2 separate regions of the Astyanax mexicanus genome follow, and region 2 is linked to region 1. Evidence: chromatin contacts called from public Hi-C data. All regions are on one chromosome and are shown on one strand. Each heading gives the region's core, a stretch centred on a gene start, on an enhancer-like site or on the middle of the called end of the contact. The rest is flanking DNA. Distances are from core to core; before and after follow the strand shown. Region 1 overlaps igf1ra (insulin-like growth factor 1a receptor). Region 2 holds the start of igf1ra (insulin-like growth factor 1a receptor).

Region 1 (5,683 bases), core at 2,288-4,787:
CTGTCACATTGTTTATCATATAATCATACCAGAAGAAAATACAAGATACAAAATACAAGCTTTTTTCTTTTTTTAATTTTTATGTCAAATCACTTCATGCTCACATGTTGTTTAGGAAAATATTTGTTTCCTTTCTACACATTTCTTTCAGTGTCCTGGACCTAGTAAACTGTAAGCTAAGTTAAATCGATGTTTTCTAATGTTATCAGTGTTTTCAGTGAAAACCAATATATTAAGCACTTCCATCTTAAAAAAAACAACAACCCCAACCTGCTTCCTGTGTACAGCTGTTTGTGTTCTCTATGTAAAAAATAATGCCTAAAATAGTGTTTCAGAGTGCTGACCGTCACATTGTTTATCACATAATCATACCAGAAAAAAATACAGCAGGCTTTTTCTTTTTTAAATTATATGTCAAATCACTTCACGCTCACATGCTGTTTTGAAAGACAATTTTTCTCTCTTCTCCACTTTCCTTCCAGTGTCCTGAACCTTGTGACTGGTGCCGAGAACAAGTGGATTACCATTCTTCTCCCTGATTATACTCTTGCTCAGAACATTCTGGGCATTCTTTACACAGTCCACTGCTAAAACGGCCGCTTGAAGCCCAGGAAACAACATCCAAGTGTGTCAGTGGGCTCCTGCCAGGCCACTAACACTATGTTTTTACAATCCTCCTTATTTCCTGCACCGGCTCAGAGGGATGGATATTGTACTGGAAGAATCCCTCGCGCCCTTCGCTTTGGTGCGCTGCAGAGGAAGGGAGCGTGCGTGCCGCTCCTCTCATTGCAGTGATTTGGAGTGCAGCAGGGGCAGTGTCTGTGTGCTGTCTGACCGCTCTGTTTTCAGAGAGAGGAGGGAGAGGGCTGCTGCTCGGTGCACTGGGCCAGCGAGCGTGTGTGCATGCAGGTGTACGTGTATGAGAGTTTGTGTTTTCTCTGCAGTGCCAGTCAGTCAGGGTAGTGAGAAGTTCCTGCACAGATAAACAGCCTCACCACAGACAGACTGTTCTGTCTTCTCTCAGGTCCTGCATGCCGGCAAGTGAGGTCACTGTGCAAATGATTCCTCATGTTTCTATCATTCCTTCATGTATGCTTTTTTAGTTAAAGCAGTTTATGCAGATTTTGTGGTCGGTCTTTCGCTGTATTTCTTTAGAGAGGCCTTGACTAAGTGAATATTAAAAGCTTTCTTGTGTTAACCTCTTTCAGAAATATGGAGATTTGCTTCAACTGTGCTGCATTTACACCTTGTAAATTAGACCAGTGTAGGCCAGTTCTAGACCTTGTTTACCACGTCTAGTAAACCTAATTAAACTAAACTGATAAGCTGAGTTAGGTGTGTTTGAGTGAAGAAATCACCAAGCTGTGCTTGACTTGGGCCTTGCGTTGCTGAAACTGGACACCTGGGTGTGATGGCATAAGACAAGTTGCACGCATGCTTTTCAATTTAGTGCTCATGCTGACAGGTTCTTCCGTCATTACAATGGCAGTTAAAACCCTTATCGCTCATAGGGACAATAGAGGGCAAATCCCATTGAAAACACAAACTACTGTTTTTACAAAAGCAGCAGTAACTAGTAGCTACAAGCAGACTGCATTACTCCATATACTTCATATACAGCACATGTGTCAAACACAAGGCCCGCGGGCCAAATGTGGCCCGCCACGTTCTTTTATGTGGCCCGCGAGAGCTCGTAAGCTCTTAGTGTCTATAATAAATAGGTCAGAAGCGTTCTTTGACCAAAAACTACATTTCCCACAATGCTTGTCGATTGTATTACCCACGAAGTTACGGCTTACTCACTACACGGCAGTGTAGTCATTGATGTGGAAACCCTGCCGGAGGGAAGGTGTAACTTCATACAAATGTTTATCCCATAATGTCCAGAAAAAGAGAAGCTGATGCAGACGGACGGCTGTGCTTCAAGGCGAAAGACCGGTATGCCTTTTATGTTACGAAGAGCGTTACTGACCAAAATAAACGCTTTTTAGAAGAGATATAAGTTGTGTAAATATTAATATAATAAACATCACTGTCAGCGCTAGTTACAGTTTCACCGCAGCAAAGGACGAGGACGTGAATCACTTATCTAACCAGCCTTTACTGATTTCTGCCCCCAATAACCCTTTCAATAACCTCCAATAGCCTTTAATAGTCTTCAGTAGCCTTCAACAGTCTAACCTTGCAGCCGTGGTGTGTCCACTAAACTCCGTAGTTATAAACATCCTGAGGTTAGCAGCGCGCTAACTGACCTGATTATAATGTAATCCGAGCAGTGACTCCGTGACGGCTGCTCTAAACTGCTGCTGTTAGCTGCTTGGGCTGAAAGATGAACTGTAGAGAGCTGTATTATCCGGTTAGTGGGGTTAAAACCTTTATTTCACACACGGAAGAACTTAAACATTTTAAAAACGCTCCAGACAGGCTGAGCTGAGCCCTGTAGCCCGTTGCTGGGCTGTAGCTCTGACTGAGTGAAAATAGCGGGGCTTGTGCTGCTGCTGCAGCTCCGACTAGTGGTTGGATGAGGAACTGCTAAATCTGAGGAAATGCTAAATCTGTCACATGTTTTTAACAGCTCACAATTTTTTATTTTATATTTATTAAGCCTTATTTCAGTATCAAACGTTTTGATCAAAGTTAATATAACTTGTATTTTATGTCATTTCTATTCACTTGAATAGTTTGGTTCTTGATTGATGGAGTTTTTGGATTTCATAACATGACAAATTAAAAGGATTTATGTTAATAGAGCAACAAGCAAACATTTTTTTTCCATGTAACTGTAATGTTTGATTGAATAAATAATATATTGAGAGTTATTTAACATTAAGGAGTAATTACATTCATTTTATATTACATTTGGTTACATTTTATTACATTTATAAGTTACATCCGGCCCTCAGAGGACAGCCAATATGCCAATGTGGCCCTCGGCCAAAATGAGTTTGACACCCCTGATATACAGTCTATAAATACAGCTTATATTTGGAATAATTTTGAGGATGATGGATACTTCCGTAGTCAGGGCTCTTAGTCATCACATTCCTCTGCACACATACATTGTGAAGGAAAATAGAAATAGAAAGAGGCAGAACCTTTCTGGTGACATCACAATAGACATCACCATCACCTTGTTAGACTGTTCTCTCCATTTGATTGATCAATATTCTGCTAAGAAAGAGTCTTAATAGGACAGTCCTTACAAGGAGCCTATACACAGCCTATACTGTGTTCTTTCTACATTTCTACATTTCATGATGAATGGACCAATAGAAATGATTTTTAAAAAATGTTGGAATGTTGGAAATGCTAAAAAAATTAGTTGGAATAGCATATTTTTTCTTTTTTTTTTGATGTTTAATAGCAATATCTGGTCCCTACAAGCATACATTGTATTGGTTGTCTCTTGCTACCTGGTGTCCATAGTGATCTCTTTTACAAAAAACGCTGCTTGTCCATGGCCTCTCGGACTGTGTCGGACTTCCTTGTTAGGCACTGAGCTCTTGGTGTGGATGGGTGGAAGCCCGCCGTTCCTGGCATAGCAGTGTGTGGAGCATGGTCGGGTGGAAATAGGCCCGTACTCCCAGGCAGCCTAAAAATAAAGAAGCAGACCCTCTTTTGCTGTGGGTTTGTGTTTGGTCGCCATGGGAAATGAGGTCGACTTACAGTGTATGGTCTGTGAAATGGCACATTCTCTCTCTCTCTCTCTCTCTCTCTCTCTCTCTCTCTCTCTCTCTCTCTCTCTCTCTCCCTCTCTCCACCTCACACCCCCATTTTTCCCTTCTTTCCTCTCCTCAGTGGAAGGTATGCGTGTTTGAGATTTTTTCCCGTGGTTGAAGAATCTGTAGAAGTGCCGTGGTGCTTTTGTCAGTGAGCGATGAGCAGCAGCTTGACTTTGCCTGGACTGCCCCCTTTTGGTGGAATTCCAAGCAACCATGCAGCCTGTTCCCATCATCTCCACAGCAGCACAGCAATCATATCTATGGGTCAAGTGTTAAAGTGGGGAGCCTTTATCTTTAACCTGGCTTTTTTGGGAGTTCAGAGGTTACCCGACTGTCTGAGAGCGACAAGATATTCCCAGGGAAAGCAGAGCGAGTGCTCGGCCGACGATGGAATTAGATCTGGAAAGGGTGCAGCTATTAATAGCCCATAAAAGGGCCATATGGCTATTTAAGGAAAAGTAGCTCTCATTTACAGGCCCTCACTTTGTCTGCTGTGTATGTACCAGATCGTCTTCAGTATCACAGCTGCTGATTATTCCTATTTAAAGTGTGCACAGCCATTTAGGAAAGGAAACTGGGGTATATCTAATAAGGAGAGGGCGTAGATGTGAAAAATATACAAGCAAAGTCGCAACTGAAAAATAACCTTTATACCTTTGTAGACAGTTTCCCCAGTTTTTTTTTCTTACCCTTACCTCGTACTGAGTGTTCCACCTCGTCTTAGCCTGGCTTATGAGCCGACAGAATGTGAGAAAGAATGCAGAGTATTTGGGAAAATGGCAGGAGTGGGACAGAGCACAGATCCTGTGGCCTGAAAGAGCTGCTGACCCGGTGAGGTTTTGTATTAGCTGTGCAGCAGAGAGGGAGGATTTAAGTGTAAGGTTAGTCAGGTTGCGAGATGTTATGTGAAATATTTATACCGCAGTTATACTGAGCAGCCCCTCTTTGCTAGTGTAGAAAGTATGTAGGGTCTGTTAAATGTATCTGCCTGAGAAAGACATGCATGCACGCACACACACACAGACACAGACACATACACACCACTCACACACACAGAAACAGATGTCTTAACCAGTATTAATTACAGCCCTAAATGCAGTGGTCACGTTTGCCCTGTAATGTCTGGCGGAATGGTTCAGGCTCATAAATAAAGGAGGGGAAATGTTTCATTCAGACGCCTCTTTGGCCATGCCTCTCGGGTGTGCCACACACGGTGCCAAGATCCCGTTGCTAGGCAACCGCCACTGCCGTCCCTCTTGCTGCTGTCCTCTTATGGAGTCGGCATTCCAGCTCAAGGCATCCTGTGATGTCAGTCTGCTTATGTGAGCTCTGCCTGCTCACTGAGCATGCTGGGATGTGTAGGCATTCGACTAGCGTTACAGGTCTGATTAGGATCGGGGTTGGAGGTGTATTGATTCGCAAACGTCAGAGGTTTGATTTGATATGATTCAGTGGAGTCTAAATTCATTACATGCACTAAAAACAAGAAATGTAACAACATTTGCTTTATTTTATTGTTTCAAAATATAAAAATAACATTTTATTGGAGAATTAAACATTATTAAATTACAGTATTTAGTCTACGTATACATTTATGACATTGGTATTCATTTGGGCACTTGACATTTGAATCATAAAACAAGCTATAAGTGTTGCGCAAGTACTACTCCAAGCTGGTCATCAATGTCAATTGAATGTAGGTTCTGATGTTAAGTGCCCAACATTCAGTGGCAGGATGCCAGTGATGACAGCTGGCATTTGAACAAAAATACCAAAATTAAGGTACAATTCTAGCCAAATTAATGTTTAGTAACTGCAGTTATCGGTGTGGTGTACGGTGGGTGGTACCATCACAAAATATTACTGCAGTATACAGTATTAAGGGGTGGGAGTAGCTAGGGGTGGGAATCGTTTACTATCTCACGATTCGATTCGATTCCGATTTTGGGGGCCACGATTCG
Region 2 (5,683 bases), core at 1,100-3,599, 89 kb before region 1:
TCTTACTAGGTCTGAAAAGCCTTATCCGCGACATTTCCTAAGCCCATGTAGGGTAAACAAACCCAGACCCCCCTCTCCCTCCAGCACAGCGCAGTGATGATGGGCACAGGCTGACTGGTCTTCTTCAGTATCAGCTGTATGGAGGCTCCTGTGTCGATACTGAGTCATAACAACAGTGGAGCCCTTGTGTGATGTTCTGGGTCTTTAAAAAATAATTTACAAGAAAATCTACCATCACATACACATGTAAACAATGCAAAGACGGAACAAAGGACTATCGTTCTTTTCTTATGAAAATAAATAATACATTTATATGTTTAAACATAATTAAAAGCCAATAAATAGAAATATATTCCCTGCTACAAAAATCCAGCTGGTCATCCAGAGAAAACATAGCCTATGCTGGTCAAGAGCTAGTCAACGAGCTAGACAACCAGCATAGGGAATGTTTCTTTATATTTCTTCTGTGCTGGATTTTATTTTGCAATAAATAAAATAAATTAGCAAAAACAGATGTTTAAAGAATATCACCTATCTGTTTCTCCAAATGAACCCTTATAGTATGTGATGGTGTGATGTGATAATATTTGCCTGAGGGCAACACTTTGACATAGAGGGCTAAATTGGTTGTATTAAACTTAAATGTTGGTGTGTTGCTTCAATACATAACAACAAACTGATATTGATTGTTTTATCATCTATCACATTAGAGAACTTGGAAAATTTGTAAAGTTTGCAATTACAGCTTTGGAAAACATAAGAGGCCACTGAAAAGACGGTTTTCTTTTATTTTACCAAATTGAAAAACCTCTGAATGTAATCAAGAGGAAGATGGATGATCACAAACCATCAGACCAAGCTGGACTGCTTTAATTTTTGCACCAGGAGTGGCAGGAAGTTATCCAAAAACAGTGTGTAAGACTGGCCGTTTCTTATTTTCTGCAAATAAATGCTCTAAATGACAATTTTTTATTTGGAATTTGGGGAAAATTGTGTCTGTAGTTTATAGAATAAAACAACAATGAGCATAAATCAAATAGCAAAATCAGAGAAACTGATGCAGAATTGTTTTTCAACTCTGTGTACAGAGAATGTGTGGCCAGCTGCAGATATTCATCCTAACATGCTGATTCAACAATGTTTAGCTGAACTTAACCAAATTTCCCAATATCCTCGTCTTTCATCCACCCTTTTCCATACCTGTCAAGTCTCCCGTTTTGGCCGGGAAACTACCGTATTTTACTCCTCTTTCCCGCTGTCCTCCCGTATTAGTATTTTCCCGTAAATTTCCCGTATTATATTAAAATAAAAAAATATATATTATTGAGGAGACATGGCACTGACCGCTCTGTGTCTCTTAACCAATCGTGGAGCCGGTTCAAGGAGAAAGTCCCGCCTTTCAGGAGAAACAGCCAATCAGCTTGCAAAGGAGGGTCAGTGTGGGGAAGCCCCCCGTCGCAGTTGGAGCTGCTGATGTTAAAACAGATCTGGATATACAGCGATTTTTCTTAAAGAAAGGTAACGGTAGGCTAATCATGGAAACTGTGATGAGATTTTTCTGATAGCTACTTAAAAATACTCGTCTCCGAAATAAAACACACGGATTAAACCTTTTAAAATAAACAAATTTACAGCTTGTGACTCAGTTTAACTAGAAATGTGGAGAGGACCGAAATTAACTGAACTGATCAGGGGTGGAGTGATCAAAAGAAAGAAGTATTAATTAAAAATTATTGTGTAGGCCCCTTAGGACAAATTTTTACTGATGAAACATATCTGGTCCATGTCCTTTTAGTAAAAGCTCATGATACTATGTTTAGGTCACCAACAGTCATTTTGCAGAATTTGTGCACCCTTTGTTCAATTTTAAATCCATTAAATAAATAAAAAATATATAATATAAAAGAGTGCATTTATTACAAAAAAGACATGAAATCTTAATTTTTTTAAAAAGAAAAGGATTTTTAATTTGGCTGTATTAAAAGAATGACATATGTAGGAATGTCCACAACATTTCAGATTCTTATAATCTGATTGTAGTGTGTAAGTGGTTCACTTGTGGTTATTTTAGATTTTTTGTAAACCTGTCTTAAAATGTAAGGGATACTGAACCTTCGTTGGGCTGGTGGGACGGCTTTAAGCGTACAGAGGAAAATATCCCTTATTTTTTAATCTAAAACTTGACAGGTATGCCCTTTTCATCCACCGCACAGAAATGCGACATTGTTCTGATGGAGAATTCCCACGCCGCTGGATCCTGGCATACTCCACTCCGGTTTTTCCCACTCACTTAGCTACCGTGTGTGTGTGTGAGTGTGTGTGAGTGTGAGTGTGTGTGAGAGAGAAGCCAAGGGTTGTTTACAGCGGCGATTCTCCTGAGCTGAGCTGAGCCCGTCAGAGGAGTCCGTGTGGCCGTTGCACTGCAGCCCAGAGCCGCTGCCCACCCTGCGGAGCCGAGCCGAGCCTGAGGCTGGTGATGTCGGTCTTTCCAGATAAAATAGCCCGATAATAACAGTGATTATTACAATATTCTGTGATTGCATCTTGTTTTTCTGTCGACGAGGGACAAAACAGATCTGTTTTCGTGGAAAAAAACTGATCTGGGTTTTTTTTTATTCGTTCGTTCTTTTTCGGTTTGGAGAGAGAAAAAGGAGTAAAACAAGCCGTAGGAGGATTTATTTCGACTAAAAACAGATCCAGCCGGTGGATGAGCGGAGCGGAGTGAAGACAGGCGGACAGGCAGCGAGGAGAGAGCTGAGAGAAGGAGGGAGAGAGGGAGCCGCTGCTGCAGCTGGTGGTGGTGGTGGTGGTGGTGAATTTTTTTCCCAGTCGTGGCGGATATTTTGGATGGAGCGCTGTTGGGAGACTAACAAGAGCGGCGCGTTCATTCATAGCTGGCCTCGTTCATTCTCTCTCTGAAGAGACCTCGCTGCTCCTCCTTGCTGCTCCTGCTCCTGCTTCTTATTCACACGTCGCTGGGATTCACCACGAACGACCACGGGCCTACAAATATACAAATACACACACATATTTACACACACATATTCATACACACGTTGCTAGCTAACGCTACGCTACATACGTTCACACACACGCTGGTGCTGCTGCACAGTGGGGGCATTTTGGCTGACTGGCGGTCCGAGGGGCTGGACCGACAGCAGCGAGGATAGCTGGCTATATCAAGCTGGCTAGGTTAACTAAGCTAAACCTAACGTTAGCCGACTAAACTAGCTTCTGGGGGGCTTTTCTCACAAGACATGGAGGCTGAAGATGCGGACTGTCGTTGGTCTGAAATTCGTGGCTCGACCGTTACCAGAAGTCACACGGCGTCGGCAAGCCGCTGGCAGGAATAACGACATGTTTTAACGATGTTTTATCTACTTCATCTGAACGCTTTCTTATCTCTATGAAAAGGACTGCCCGTCTGGAAACGTTTGCTTTAACCCAGGTTTTGCTGGGTACCTTGTTTTTGTTGTAGTTGTTGTTCTACACAGCTCGCTTTAAGACGAGATAGAAAGAAAACAACAGCCCGGATTTGTGTTTCCCCCTCATTCTCTCCCTCACACTGGCTGAACTGTCCACTCGGAGCTGCGTTTACTCCTTTTTTTCCTAATATCTGTGGAACAAGGCCTTTCTGCTGTTGGAGGATTGATAACTGAGACAGGAATGAGGAGTATATCGACCTTATTTTGGGGTCTTGTGCTCTGGCTCTTTGCGAGCTGCCCGTGGACCGCAAGCGGAGAGAGTAAGTTCACTAGCAATCCTTCAACTAACCTACAAGCTATCTAGCTAACGCTCTCTAGCATCAATGTTTTCCCTTCTTTGTTTATTTTCTTCTTTTCTTGTGTCATCAACAAACAAAAACGTGTAAACTACACGTGGATTTGTTTATATATGGTCCCATATATCTGTAACAGGCCTGCAGACCCGCGCAGGGCTGATGCAGAGCTGGGGATAGCACTGAGAATGCTCCCTTTTTCCCCAAATTTCACCTGATCAGTGGAAGTGCTGTTCGGCTTTGCAGGAACATCAGACCTCTTTAGTCATGGAATGGCTCACAAGCATAGAAAAACAAGCAGTCATAGAGTAAACCCCCTACACACACACACACACACACACACACACACACACACACACACACACACACACACCTTAGACTCACCCAGATAATTTGTGGACTGTAGTCAATATCCAGTATCTATTTGTTGGTCATCCTTATATTTGCTGATGCCTTTTAGCACTAGGGGCTTATCTACCTCTATGGCATGAATTATATTTTTTGGAAGATTAGAAGAGTCCCTGTGGACATAGCAAACTGATCAAATTTAGATTTTGACTTCTGATATCAAGCTGATCTCTGTTCTAAAGCAAAGACGCACCCAAAACATGCAAGGTAGGAGGAAGTCTCCTGGACCAGAAATAAGTACAACTGCTTCATCATGATTAATCTAACAAAAGTGATCTAACTGCACAAGGCAATATAGGCATATACTTCTTAACCTTTTCTTGCACATATACATATTTTAATTTCATGACCCACGTGTATTGTATTGGACATAGATATGACAGTAGTATTATATTATAGACAAACAGATAGGTACATCTATAAGTAAGTAAATAAGTTGTTTTGTTGCCTGAAGGCAGCATTATTCCATAGAGGGTGATTTATTTGTCATGTGGTTAAATTAGCATATATATATATACCTGGCTCAACTTCACTGATACACTACAATGCTACATGCAACAAAATTCACATTCATAATATCTAGAGTGTGCAGTACATGCAGAAACTTCTAGTGTGATTGCAGTTCAGCAGGGTTGCTGTGATTTAGGTGTTGGTTGCTAAGGTGTTGCTTGGTTGTAATATAATTGAATTATTTTGTAAAGTCCAAAACCTTTTGACAGAAATATGAACTGTTTGGCTAATAGAGCTGTGTCCAAATGCTTGACTAAATGTTGATATCTGGAGACATTTTGATATAGTGTCATGCCAAAAGATTTGCCTAATAAAAACTTGTGGCTGTAGTATGGGTGGCAAAACAAAACAAAAAAAAAGAATTGATCCAAAAGATTCTCTTAGCATATCCTACACTTTTATTAAGAGAAAGGGTGCTGAATTTTGTGTTTGTAACTTAAAAAATGTGACCTCTAAAGAAGTTTTAAATTCTGCCTTAAAATGTACAAACAAGCCATAGCCATAGCAAAGTCACAGTCATAGTAAACCCACAGAAGTCCCCTACACACATAAATTGTAGGCTGTTTTCAGTATCCAAATATTCATTTGTTTGTCATTCCCATGCTATTTGTGCTAATTAATTTCTTATAGTACCAGAGGCTCATTTATTTATCATGTATTTATATCAGCATATATCTACAGTATTTGCCTGGGTCAAAAAATAAACAACAACTCTACATGCAGTTCAGTTTACATTCATAAATAAGATTACCAGCACAGCACTGTACAGTACACACAATCTCATGCCTGCGTGCATATCAGCAAAGATAAGTGATAAAGTGACAAACCCAGCAGCTATGTGGCAATCCTGCTGTTCAAATTTTTTCAGACATATTTGCAGTTCTTTAGAGACCACCACTTGGCTTGAATATATATATATATATATACGGTATATATATATATATAGATAGTGAAGTAGTACAGCTTCTGCAACATTAATCTCAACAG

The links. Hi-C and Micro-C count contacts between places; a contact is called where the count stands out from the background.
Region 2: a Hi-C map of muscle shows a contact between it and region 1, with 10 times the contacts expected there. The contact joins the promoter of igf1ra here to the enhancer-like site in region 1. A contact is called at or near these places in 2 of 3 Hi-C or Micro-C datasets (both in muscle).

What each region holds. Positions count from the first base shown.
Region 1 is chr9:24,993,230-24,998,912 of AstMex3_surface, reverse strand. All of the region lies in intron 2 of igf1ra (insulin-like growth factor 1a receptor), which reads left to right. Among protein-coding and RNA genes, the nearest start is that of LOC125804558, 4.0 kb to the right of the region's middle. Within about 2 kb of position 3,537, the one cell type or tissue checked has an H3K27ac peak away from gene starts, as active enhancers do.
Region 2 is chr9:25,081,510-25,087,192 of AstMex3_surface, reverse strand. It overlaps igf1ra (insulin-like growth factor 1a receptor), which reads left to right and starts at 2,349. Exons shown (of 21, transcript XM_007256243.4): 1 at 2,349-3,745. The coding sequence starts at 3,667.